2 separate regions of the Rattus norvegicus genome follow, and region 2 is linked to region 1. The links are chromatin contacts, called in public Hi-C maps. All regions are on one chromosome and are shown on one strand. Each heading gives the region's core, a stretch centred on a gene start, on an enhancer-like site or on the middle of the called end of the contact. The rest is flanking DNA. Distances are from core to core; before and after follow the strand shown.

Region 1 (5,386 bases), core at 263-2,762:
TATATATATATGTGTGTGTGTGTGTGTGTGTGTGTGTGTGTGTGTGTGTGTGTCTGTGTGTGTGTGTCTGTGTGTCTGTGTATGTATACATATATATATATATATACATATGTATATAATGTAGTCATTAATAATGAAATTACTCACATAATTATTTTTGGAAGAAAATGACAAGGGAAATAGTTATGTACTCAATTTTTGATTACCCAAGATGATTTTGCCACTGGAATTAATATCTTATTTTAGCACATAGCAACAGCTACCTTCTGTCTTTGCTAATCCTTGGAACAAAATGTTTTATAAGGGAAATTTATTTCTCCTCCTGGGCCTTAGGCCTGCCTTGTATTTCCTGTAGCAACTAATGTTTTCCTCATTTCAACTTGAACTGCCTGGAAAACCAATTGTGTAAATCTCTTCAAAGGCTCATGGTCCATGTCCTATCTTGGTGCCTTGAAATCTGCCATAAAATATGAAAATTGGCAAACTATCTTTTTTATAGAGAACCACAGTTTAAACAACTTACCAGCATACAAGTACCTCTTGTAGAGAATAAGGTTTTTACATACAGTTCATGGCCATAGTCAGAAGATTTGTGGCAGATATTCCAGTTGCTAGTTCTGCACACAGTGGCCCTGTACAGTTGCTTAGATATGACTGAATTTCGCGTAACGTTTGTTGGGCCCGAGGTCCTGCTCATTCCTTTTGCTTAGAGATCCAACCCCAGGTTCTGTGGCCAATTCTGATTGTTATTCAGATGTCTTTTTTTCCTTCTGATTTTAGAAAGTTGAATGTTTTGGAAGTCTGGTTTTTAGATCAGTGGGATGTTTCTGTATTAATCACAGATGGATCTTTGCTTAGATCACAGGGAATTTAGAATAACTACTTGAAAGACAACGCATTTTCCCATTCATTATATTTTTATTTCTTCAAGGAATCAGTGTAAGAAGCAAAACTTATAGTGTTGGACACACTAAGTTTGAATGCACTTGGTTGAGTATTTTTATGGTGCTGAAGATTGAACTCAGGATCTTAAACATATTTAGCCAGCATGCTAGCACTGAGCCATATTCACAGCTTAATATGGAACCTGAAAGTATCACACATCCGATATGTGGAGTCTTCAATAATAGGTCATGTCAAGTAATTCTGCTTAGCAACTCAGAGTAATGACAAGAGTCTGAATTGATTTGTGGAATCTCTGTGACCTCCCTGGTCAATAATTTCTATGGTGTTATTTCTCATTTAGCATTGGAGATTTTGTTTAGGGAGCCATTGCTTTTAGGACTAGCTTTATCTAGTTATTAAAGCTGAGGGATAGTTCAAAAGGAAGAGACAGAAGGAGTATAAGAGTGAAGATTGGGAGAAAATCTGTGGCATGTCATCGTCCAAGTAAGTTGTGGTCATAGCCATCATGAGCTCACAATAATTGTGCCTCCTGGCACTGGGCCTGCACAAGACTCGGCTGGTCAACAGTCATCTGTGTTTAGAGAAGGCATTCATGAGGCCCTTTTGTGTACTGTTTAACTCTTGTCCACTAGCAGATTCTAGGAGAGGGGGAGGTGTAGTGTTGCACCGTGTAGCTGCTGGTGAGCCATCAGGCTTCAATCAATAGTTCCAAGCCAATGGTCACATAGATGGCTAGGGTCAACCTCAGTGTGACATTAGACAAAACAACAAAAAGTTATGAATGTGGGAAACATATTTGTAGGGAAGAGGTTGGGGAAGAGGAAGGGAGGTAAGAGAGGGTCAGGGGAGTAAGCATAATACATTATATAAATGTAAAAAAATGTCATAGAATTTTAATTGCATATATTAATTCTTTGAAAATTTCATAAACTGTATTTTGATCATACTCCTCCCCTATCACTTCCTGTAATTTCTCCAGCATCTAGCCCCACATTCCCAACTTCTCTTTTTGTGGAAATAGCTCACTAAATACAATCTTGTGCTGCCCTTTTACTCATAGGTGGATGGCCCATCCAGCAGAGTGTGTTCAATCTACCAGGGCTATACCCTTAAAGAAAACCATTTCTTCCTTCCTTAAATGACATCATCTATCAAGAGCACCTTGGTTATATGTGGGGGTTTAGGAACCTTTCTTCCCCATTGCAAGAGTATAGACAGGGTTGAACTTTTGCAGGCAACCCCGACCACAGCTGAGTTAATGTGTCTTGTCATGGCCAGAAGATGCTGTATTTCTACAATCCTCCCTGCTCTGTGGTCCTTACAGCCTTTCCATTCCTTCACCTCAATAATCCCCAAGCTTATGCAATAGGGATGTCTCATTTTGGGTTGAGTACTCTACTGACAAAGTCTACTATGCATTTTGATGAGATGTGAGTTTCTTCATTACCCACTGCCACCTATGCAAAGAAGCAATGTTTATGAAGACAAAATATTTAACTAGAAATTATATAAGATAAGGTAATATACATGCTGAGACTGCACCAGTGTGCAGGTTCTTCCAGGCAGGTCATTATTATATAGTGTGCAGGGTCCACAACTGGGTATGACTGGTGATTATTGTTCTCCAGTAATATGCATAGTACCTTCCAGCACTGTGAAATCTCGCCTGTAAAGATGAAGCTCCCAGGTCAACACCAGCTTGATTTCTCCATGTTCTTTGAGTCAAGTAACTGATATTATCTGAAGTCATGTCTTACTATCAAAGTCTGGTGGGTAAGCAAAAGTAGTTAGTGGCAATAGGTTGACGTATTTAGGGGTTCTATGGGACCTAACTGGCACACAACTCCAAAAGTGGTAATCAATTCCCAACTTTGGAATTTTTATTTGATAGGCTGTGTCTGTTAGCAAGGGCATTGCTGTCCTATTGTAAGGTAACTCCATTTAAAGCCCTTTCATATACTTCTGGTCTATATTTTAGGAAGCTTCTGCATTAAGGGTTTTTCATGAGGTCTTTATTATTTATTCCTCCTTTAATATGTTCCCCATCCCTCCACCCCATTCAGCTTTCTTATTCCATTGTTTCCTCTTTTGGTCTTTTAATCCCAGGGTTCTCTCTCCCATCCATTAAAAGTCTTCTCTCCCCATTTCTGCTTGTTAGTTTTCCAACCTCTGTGAGTATGGCAAATAAAACACACTTATCTAACCATTCAAAGCTGGCATGCTGGGCCTGTATTACTTCACTCAAAATGATTGTTTCAAGCTTGATCCATAAACCTGAAACTTTTGTAATTTCATTTTTCTTTTTTTCTTTTTTGTAATATTGGATATTTTTAATTTACATTTCAAATGTTATTCCCTTTCCCGTCCATAAGTCCCCTATCCCCCTCCCCTCTTCTATAAGGGTGTTCCCCTTCCCAACCATTCCCTCTTCCCGCTGAAAAACAATGACTTCATGAAATTCATAAGCAAATGGATAGAACTAGAAAAATCATCCTGAGTGAGGTAACCCAATCACAAAAAAAAAAAAAAACCACACATGTTATGCACTCACTGATAAATGGATATTAGCACAAAAGCTCGAATTATCCAAGGTGCAATCCACAGAACACATGAAGCTCAAGAAGAACAAGCAAAGTGCAGATGCTTCAGTCCTCCTTAAAAGCGGGAACAAAATACTCACAGGAGGAAATGCAGGGTCAAAGAGTGGAACAGGGACTGACGGAATTTCATTTTTCTTAACAGCTGTTTTATATTTTGTTGTGTAAATGTTCCAATATTGTTATCATCCATTTATCCATCGATGGACATCTAGGCTATTTTCATCGCCTGGTTCTATCCATTTTTCTAAAACTAGCATGATTTTTTATGCCACATTTTTGATGTAAAATATTTTATTTGCAAGTAAAACGTATATAAAGACCTCATTTTCCCTGATTCCCTTTCCCTCTTTCTCTAACCCTTCTTTACACCCTCATCGTGCTCCATCTCCAATAGAGATGACTCTGTGCAGAGGAAGAAGTAAGAATTTCCTTTCCTTCTTCAGCATGTGGATATCCGGCTTTTCCAGAACCAGCTGAAGCGTTGAAAAAGATATCTTTTATCTGCTTTTACTTACATTTCAATGTTATCCCCTTTCCCGGTTTCCTGTCCATAAACCTCCTATCTCTTCCTCCTCCCCCTTCTTTTATGAGGGTGTGCCCCCTCCCCAACCATCCTCCCATTCCCACCCTGACATCCTCCTACACTGCAGGGTCCAGCCTTGGCAGGACCAAGGGCTTCTCCCCTTTTATCTTTTGTCTGTCTTCACAATTTGTCAAAAAAGCAGTAGGCTGTAGCTGTGTGGGGTTATTGCTGAGTACTGTGTTCTATTCCATCAACCTATGTGTCTGTTCTGTGAAAATATTATGCTATTTTAAACTATGCTTCTGCAGTATAATGTAAAGTAGGATATTGTGATACCTCCAGTGTTATTTTGCTTTTTTGTGCAAGATTCCTTTGATTATTCATGGTCTTTTGTGTTTTTACATGAATTTAAGGAAAATTTTAAGTCCTGTGAGGAATTTCATTAGACTTTGGATGGAAATTGCATCATTTAAGATCTTACTCCTTTTGGGTAATATAACCACCATCGCCATATTAACTCAGCCAGTGCTTGAAAGTGGAGATCTTTCAAATGTCTAGTACCTTTAGATTTCTACTTCTTTATATTCTTTAGTTTTAACTATGAAGTCATTACTTTGTTTCTAGGTATTTAACTTTTAAATGATATTGGGAATGGGATTGCTGTCCGGATTGCTTTCATAGCAAATTTAATGTGTGGTGTTTGAATTCTGCTTCTCCAGTGATAGTATTTCTTTGCGTCTTTTGGTCAGAAGTGGAGAGTTTTCTAGGCATAAGACCAGATAATCAATAACCAGGGATAATTAGTACCACTTGTAACTGGTTTGTTTCTTTTTCTTCCAATATAGTATTTCTAATTTTAACTTAGTGGATTTGTAGCCATTATATTCCTTAGGATTAATAAAAATGAACTTATTTCCTTGCAATAAGAATTTCTTTATCGGGGGCTGGAGAGATGGCTCAGCGGTTAAGAGCACTGACTGCTCTTCCAAAGGTCCTGAGTTCAAATCCCAGCAACCACATGGTGGCTCACAACCATCTGTAATGAGATCTGATGCCCTCTTCTGGTGTGTCTGAAGACAGCTACAGTGTACTTATATATAATAAATAAATAAATCTTTAACCTCCCCCCAAAAAAAGAATTTCTTTATCAACTACACATGGTATAAATTGATGAATTCCTACATTTGGCTGTGTCCTCTTAAGGCTGTTCATCGTGCTGCCTATTTGTATAATGAAAAAGTACCCACCATAAAAACCACAGAGAGAAACTTAGCACACCAAACAAGCACACCAAAACTTGTAGACCTTTACTTTCCCATTGTAGATTGTAATGTATTAAACTTTCTCTTAGAATATC
Region 2 (5,637 bases), core at 20-2,519, 39 kb before region 1:
AGCTTCAGTATATAGAACTGTACGGTTTTCCAGGTAGTTGGGCCACAGTGAGATCATGCAGGAGGATATGGCCAGAATTCTTGAAACTTTGTGCTCACACTTCCACTGTTTGTTCTAAGTAGGCTACTAACTATTTTCAAATAATTAGATGTCTGTCGGTGGATGAGCTTGCCCCAATGGATACAGGGGTCACGAACTACTTTCCTCTCCTTGCCTCCAAAAAAGATCTGTCAGAGGGTGCTTCTACAGTTGAATATTTAGTATAGTGGGATATTGTAGAACTAGTAAAATTAATCCCCAAATCCACTTTCTATGTAACAACTAACCCAGCTGGGGTCTGAATAGGTTGACTGCATGGTTCTGGAGCCTCTTACTCAATCTCCAGACCCTTCCCCCACCCCACCCCATATCCTGTACCTCTTCTGCCTTTCTTTCTGAGGAAACTTCGTGACTTTTTTTTTAATGAGGTGTTTTAAAGGACAGGTTTCCATGGAAGGATTTTAGAGCAGAAGTCAAATGTACGAGTTATTGTGCAGCTCCAGTGTGTGTGTGTGCTAAAAACGAGTTGGTTTACTTGGCAGTGTTTGCCAGTAGTGCTCCTCTTTATAGCTCCTTGTTCAATGCCGCCCTACAGTGTATGCCCAGATTCAGTCAAGGTGCGAACTCACTACTGTTCTAACAAATTCTCCAGGACTAGCCCTTCAGCGGGCTTCCCTACACTGCTTGGCTAGTGTAAACTCCCTCAGCCGTTCTGGTCTGACTCTCCTAGCTTCAACAGGCCCTGGGGAGACAGTAATAATTAGATCCTTTTCTCACACCTGAGATCTCTGAGAGTCCCAGCATTTTGAGACTTAGATCAAGACTTTCCAAAACCTTCAACTCCACCCTCCCTTGAGACGGGTGGAAATCGACTTCCAGTGACAGGAGCCCAGCTCTTTCAAAGTTACTCAAAAATATCTCTGGGAACGCTCTCCTCTCGACAGGTATTGAAGCCCCAGTATTGACTGTCAGGTTAAGCGGCCAGCGGGAGGAACCAAGTGCTAGGAGGCCGGACATTGGCCAGCTTGACACCTGTTTTGGGCGACCTCTGTGGCTGCAGCCTCCAACAGCTGGCAGAGGCCACTGCCTCAGCAGGGGCCCGCCAGGAGCGGAAGGAATTAAACGCCCGCCCATCTCATCAGACTTGGCCGCTCCCTCCTCCTCCTCCTCTCCCTCCCCCTGCTCGCTGCCTCCTCCTCCCGGTCCCCACAGGCTCTGCCGCAGGACTCAGTGCCAGCTACGCTAGGAGCCAAGCTCAGGCTCAGAGCGCTCAGAGCACTGCGGGGCTGACGCCCAGGGCTTTCTCTGAGATGGCAGTGAAGTAAGGCGACCACTTGATAGACGCCAGGACCCTAGACTGAGCTGGAGAGCCTTCTCCTCCAGGAGGGGACATGGGGGACCCGTCCCACAGCGAGAAGCCCCGACTGCACTACGCGGTAAGTGACTGTCCCAACAGGCGAAGAGACGAAAGGGGGCGCCACTTGGCTGGCAAAAGGAAACTGTGTGGAGGTGATGGGATCCTTGGTTCTCAGAGGTCTTTTGGCTAGGGAATAGGGCTTGGGAAATCGGGTGTGCCGGGTACTTCACACGGGAGTGCCACCTGCTCCAGAACTAACTCAACCACTCCTCAAAATCCCTGAGTAAGAATCAGTGCACAGAGTGTCCCTGTTCCTGTTACTTGAGCAGTGGTCACTTAGTCCACTACCTGGGGCTGGACCCCATTGCTTCCTCACTGTTGAGGACTAAAATGTAGGAGTTCTGGGGCGTGGCCAGCCTTTGGTCAGATTTAATGGAAGGACTAGAATCAAGCTAGATAGAAGTAAAGGCTGCTGACTGATCTGAATCCAGTGGAGTTGCTGAAGAAATGTTGCAGGGAGCTTTGAGTTTACTCCCTGGAAGGAGTTTGTGCCATTTCCCTAAGAGTTTGCAAAGGGACAAAAGGTTGCCAAGTATCTGCTTAATACAAGGGATGCCAGGGAGTCCTCTGTTGGACTCTTCTTTTACCTAATGGTGATCTCTCTTCTCTATGTTGACTTAAGGGTCCTACAAATATTTATTGTGCTGAACATTGTGCTAGGCACAGTAGGTACCCCCAGCATATGTGATAGACAGAAATCTCATTGAGCTTGTGTCCTTTGAAGGAGTCAAGGTTTCATGTTAATGGCTAACCAAACAAGATTCTAGATTAGGCTTATTTTTTTATTTTTTTGAGAGGAAGGAAAGAAGGAATTAAAGAGATATTTGACGAATGAGCCCTACTTCTGAAGATTGCCAGGAGTGGGACTGGCAGCAGGTGTTGGATATTTTATTTTCAACTTTGAAGATCAATAGTTTTGAGCTGGAAGATCTCTGTTTTTCTGTTGTCTGTTATTTTACTGAGCTTTCGGTGACATGCTTTTCACTGTGGAGATTGAACATTTGACTGCCAATTTGAAAAAAAAAAAAGAACTGGAGAAAAACAGACAAGACAGAGAGCTGACAAGTAAGAAAAATCAATATTTATAGTAAGGCAAAGGCAGTTAGCTGTCTGGAATTCACATCTTCCCAATCCACTCCCTATATTAAATATATATTTAATATTTTTAAGGAAGGACTTGATGTGGATAGGAGTGGTAGGCTCAGAGGTCCAGAAGCTCCCGGGAGCTCGTCCTGGATCAGCCACTAGGGTAAATTGAGTATGTCTTGAATGTCACTTTCTTCCACTGGAAAGGTGAGGCTCTGAGCTAGGAAACTGTTAAGTTTCTTTCCAAAGCCGAGGTTCAAGGAACAAGAATCAGTTCTTTCTCTGGTTTAGCCATAGTTGTTTGTCTGGAAAAGTCAAGTGACAATCTTGTTTAGATACTGATGCTTACTCATTTCTGCAGACACTGGTGGCTCTGAGATTGACCTTTTGAAGTGGTCATAAGGATAATCGGGTTTCTGCAATCGTTATTTGTGCTCTCTTGTCATCTGGTTTCCCATAGTTTTAATATTTTGAGGTGTGTCCTGGTGCCTTTTGATTTGTGATTACAGGTGGTTTTGAGCCCCTACTTAGTACACGGGGGAGGAAAGGTGACAACTGGCTCTTACTTAAAAACTTATGTACCTATTCAATGAATGGTTACTCCCTGCATATACAAATGTATCAGCACAGCCCAAGAATTTTATATTGTTAATTTAATTCAGCTCTCTCCTAAAATAATTAACTCATATTCAACCTCATGGTAATATGTTTTCTCTTAGGCTCTGAGTGTTTGCTAGTAAACAGCCCTTTGTACTAACATAGGCTGTCATGCACAGATATTTTGTATTAAGACTCGAAAGGGGAACATTTTAGAAAGAATTTCCTGAGAGAAAGCAACTGAGCTCTAAATATTTCAATATATCCTTTATAATGATAAAGCAGTTGTGTCCAGCAGCTTCAAAACCATCAGAGGTGGGGAAATGTTCTTTATAAAGTACAACCTGTGGCTTTTCACATTAACAAGACCATTAATCGCTTAAGATTCAGAGCTGGACACTATGTACCTTACTAATTTGAAATGTTAATAATTCTGGGCATGTTTTGTCCTTCAGCTCAAATACTCTTGCTTTGTTCTATGTGGTTTGGCTATATTATGGCTCTCCTGGAAAATTATTCCAATCTATGTGTCTTTAGTATCTCTTCTCTCCCCTGAAATAAAGTCCAGGAGATCACTAGTTAATATACTTACTTCAGGGCTTTTTATTTCCTGTCCAAAGTGAGAGTCCATATACTAAACAAGTGCTTACCATTTATTCACTCAGGGAAAAACACATGTGGAGTATCTATTGTGTGTTAGCTATTTGAGCAATTTCCAAGACACAGGACACTTCATCTGCCTCTTAAGATCCACTTTAACCATCACTGAAAAAATGCATAAGTGATAAGAGCATCGGATGTGTGTAGTATCAGGTACTTTTCCAAAGTATGGTACCACAATGTTTTTCTTTATTTTTTTACAGTAGAATGTGATAGCAGCTTATATATTTATTCAAAGTGCTCCTTGTGTGATTTTCCCACATTCAGTTTTTGGCTATCTAATCATTCCAGCTGAGTGTTGTCCTTGATACCTCTTTAATGCCTTGATCAGATTTTGAGATGCTTACTCTGGCTCCAGATTGAAGTCAGAGTAAGGTATATCTAAAATGAATCTTTTCTTCTAACAGAAATGGGAGAAGATGACCTGTATTGTACACAGTTAGGAAGGATGTAGCAAGCAGTTGACGTATTGCAGAGAGGCTTAAGTACCAAACCTATCAGATTTAGGTTAGATGGAGTTTATAGGAAATAGAGTATATGTAACCAGGATGTAATTAATGAACCAATGTTTTTGGCCACAATTCTGGAGAAACTACAGGGTATCATCACATCATCATACCCCATTAAATTTCAATATGATTGGACATAATCTGGGTCAATTTTAGATTTAAATCCAACTAGTGGACTAGGCAGATTTTTTCCATCTCCTGATTAAAGAAGTCCAAAAGACAGGCAAAAAAAATTGAAGGTGGTACAGAATTAGTTCATGACAGAATCAAGACATTACTCAGCTGCTGTAAATTGATACAATTCTTTGTATCATTTATATAGTTGGAACAGTTAACCCCAAATATTTCTCTTTCCATCCCCATCTATTCAGGTAATGATCTAACAACAAAATATGAGGCTTTTAGTAATTAATTATGTTCATCCACATTGGCAAACCACATGGCCAAATACCTCCTTAATCTGACCAGTGTAGACAAAATTCCGAATTTTAAGTATCTCCCAAAAGACATTAGAAAAAGATCTCATTGAGAATTAGTTCCCTGACTTTTCAGAGTTCTCTAAGTTTTCCTCTTCTTTTTGGACCACTCGACCTGTGTTCCCCTTGAGCAGGACAAAGAAAGGCAGACTAAATGCTCAGTCTTGTCAACATAAAAGGCCCCTGAACTGAGAGCATTCATTTGGTAAATAGAAAACTCTGTGGCTTATTGTATGTATCTTGTCCCTGCTATCATACTAGTAGCAAACACAGTGCTGAGAGTCCAGCAAGTACTTGTTGAACAGGTGTTGTTGGCTAGGCTGCATGAATCCAGTAGGTGAGACCTAGTTTTACTCAATCTAAGCCTCTTACTCTCTTCCATTTCACCAGTAGACTTTTAGCAGCTTTGTTGGTGACCTCACTTCCTGTTTGGCATGCTCACTCTGCCATCTGTACTTTTGACCACAACCTTGTAATCAGATGTTGACTACATCCAGTTAAACTTAACCCCATACTAAAAAGGCCACCCAAAGGATTAAGCCCTTCACCTCCCAGTGAGCCTTCTCTTTACATAAAATGGTGGAGGTCTTAGCAAAAATCTTCCATGTGGTCTCTCCAGGAACATTCACTTTCTATGGACTTTGAAGTAATTAGGGTTGCTTCATGATTCACTAATGTCAAAGACAGGGTACTCTTTGGTAATTCTTTGCAGATATTAATTGGTTCTTATCCATCAGTGCTGCCAGTAAGGACAGCTAAGAAATGGAGCAGATATTACCATTTGTTTTCATCTATCTTCCAACAGAAGCAAAAATCAAAATCCAACCAATCAATCAATCAAACAAACAAACAT

Evidence for each region. A called contact is a pair of places that touch in the nucleus more often than the background predicts.
Region 2: a Hi-C map of liver shows a contact between it and region 1, with 4 times the contacts expected there. The contact joins the promoter of Arhgap6 here to the enhancer-like site in region 1. A contact is called at or near these places in 5 of 12 Hi-C or Micro-C datasets (the Rat2 cell line, hepatocytes, liver and 1 more).

Annotation. Positions count from the first base shown.
Region 1 is chrX:28,749,142-28,754,527 of GRCr8, reverse strand. All of the region lies in intron 1 of Arhgap6 (Rho GTPase activating protein 6), which reads left to right. Among named protein-coding and RNA genes, the nearest start is that of Arhgap6, 40 kb to the left of the region's middle. Within about 2 kb of position 1,512, at least 1 of the 93 cell types and tissues checked has an H3K27ac peak or open chromatin away from gene starts, as enhancers often do. A contact at or near this core is called in liver, where this site is marked.
Region 2 is chrX:28,787,362-28,792,998 of GRCr8, reverse strand. It overlaps Arhgap6 (Rho GTPase activating protein 6), which reads left to right and starts at 1,269. Exons shown (of 13, transcript NM_001427045.1): 1 at 1,269-1,475. The coding sequence starts at 1,431.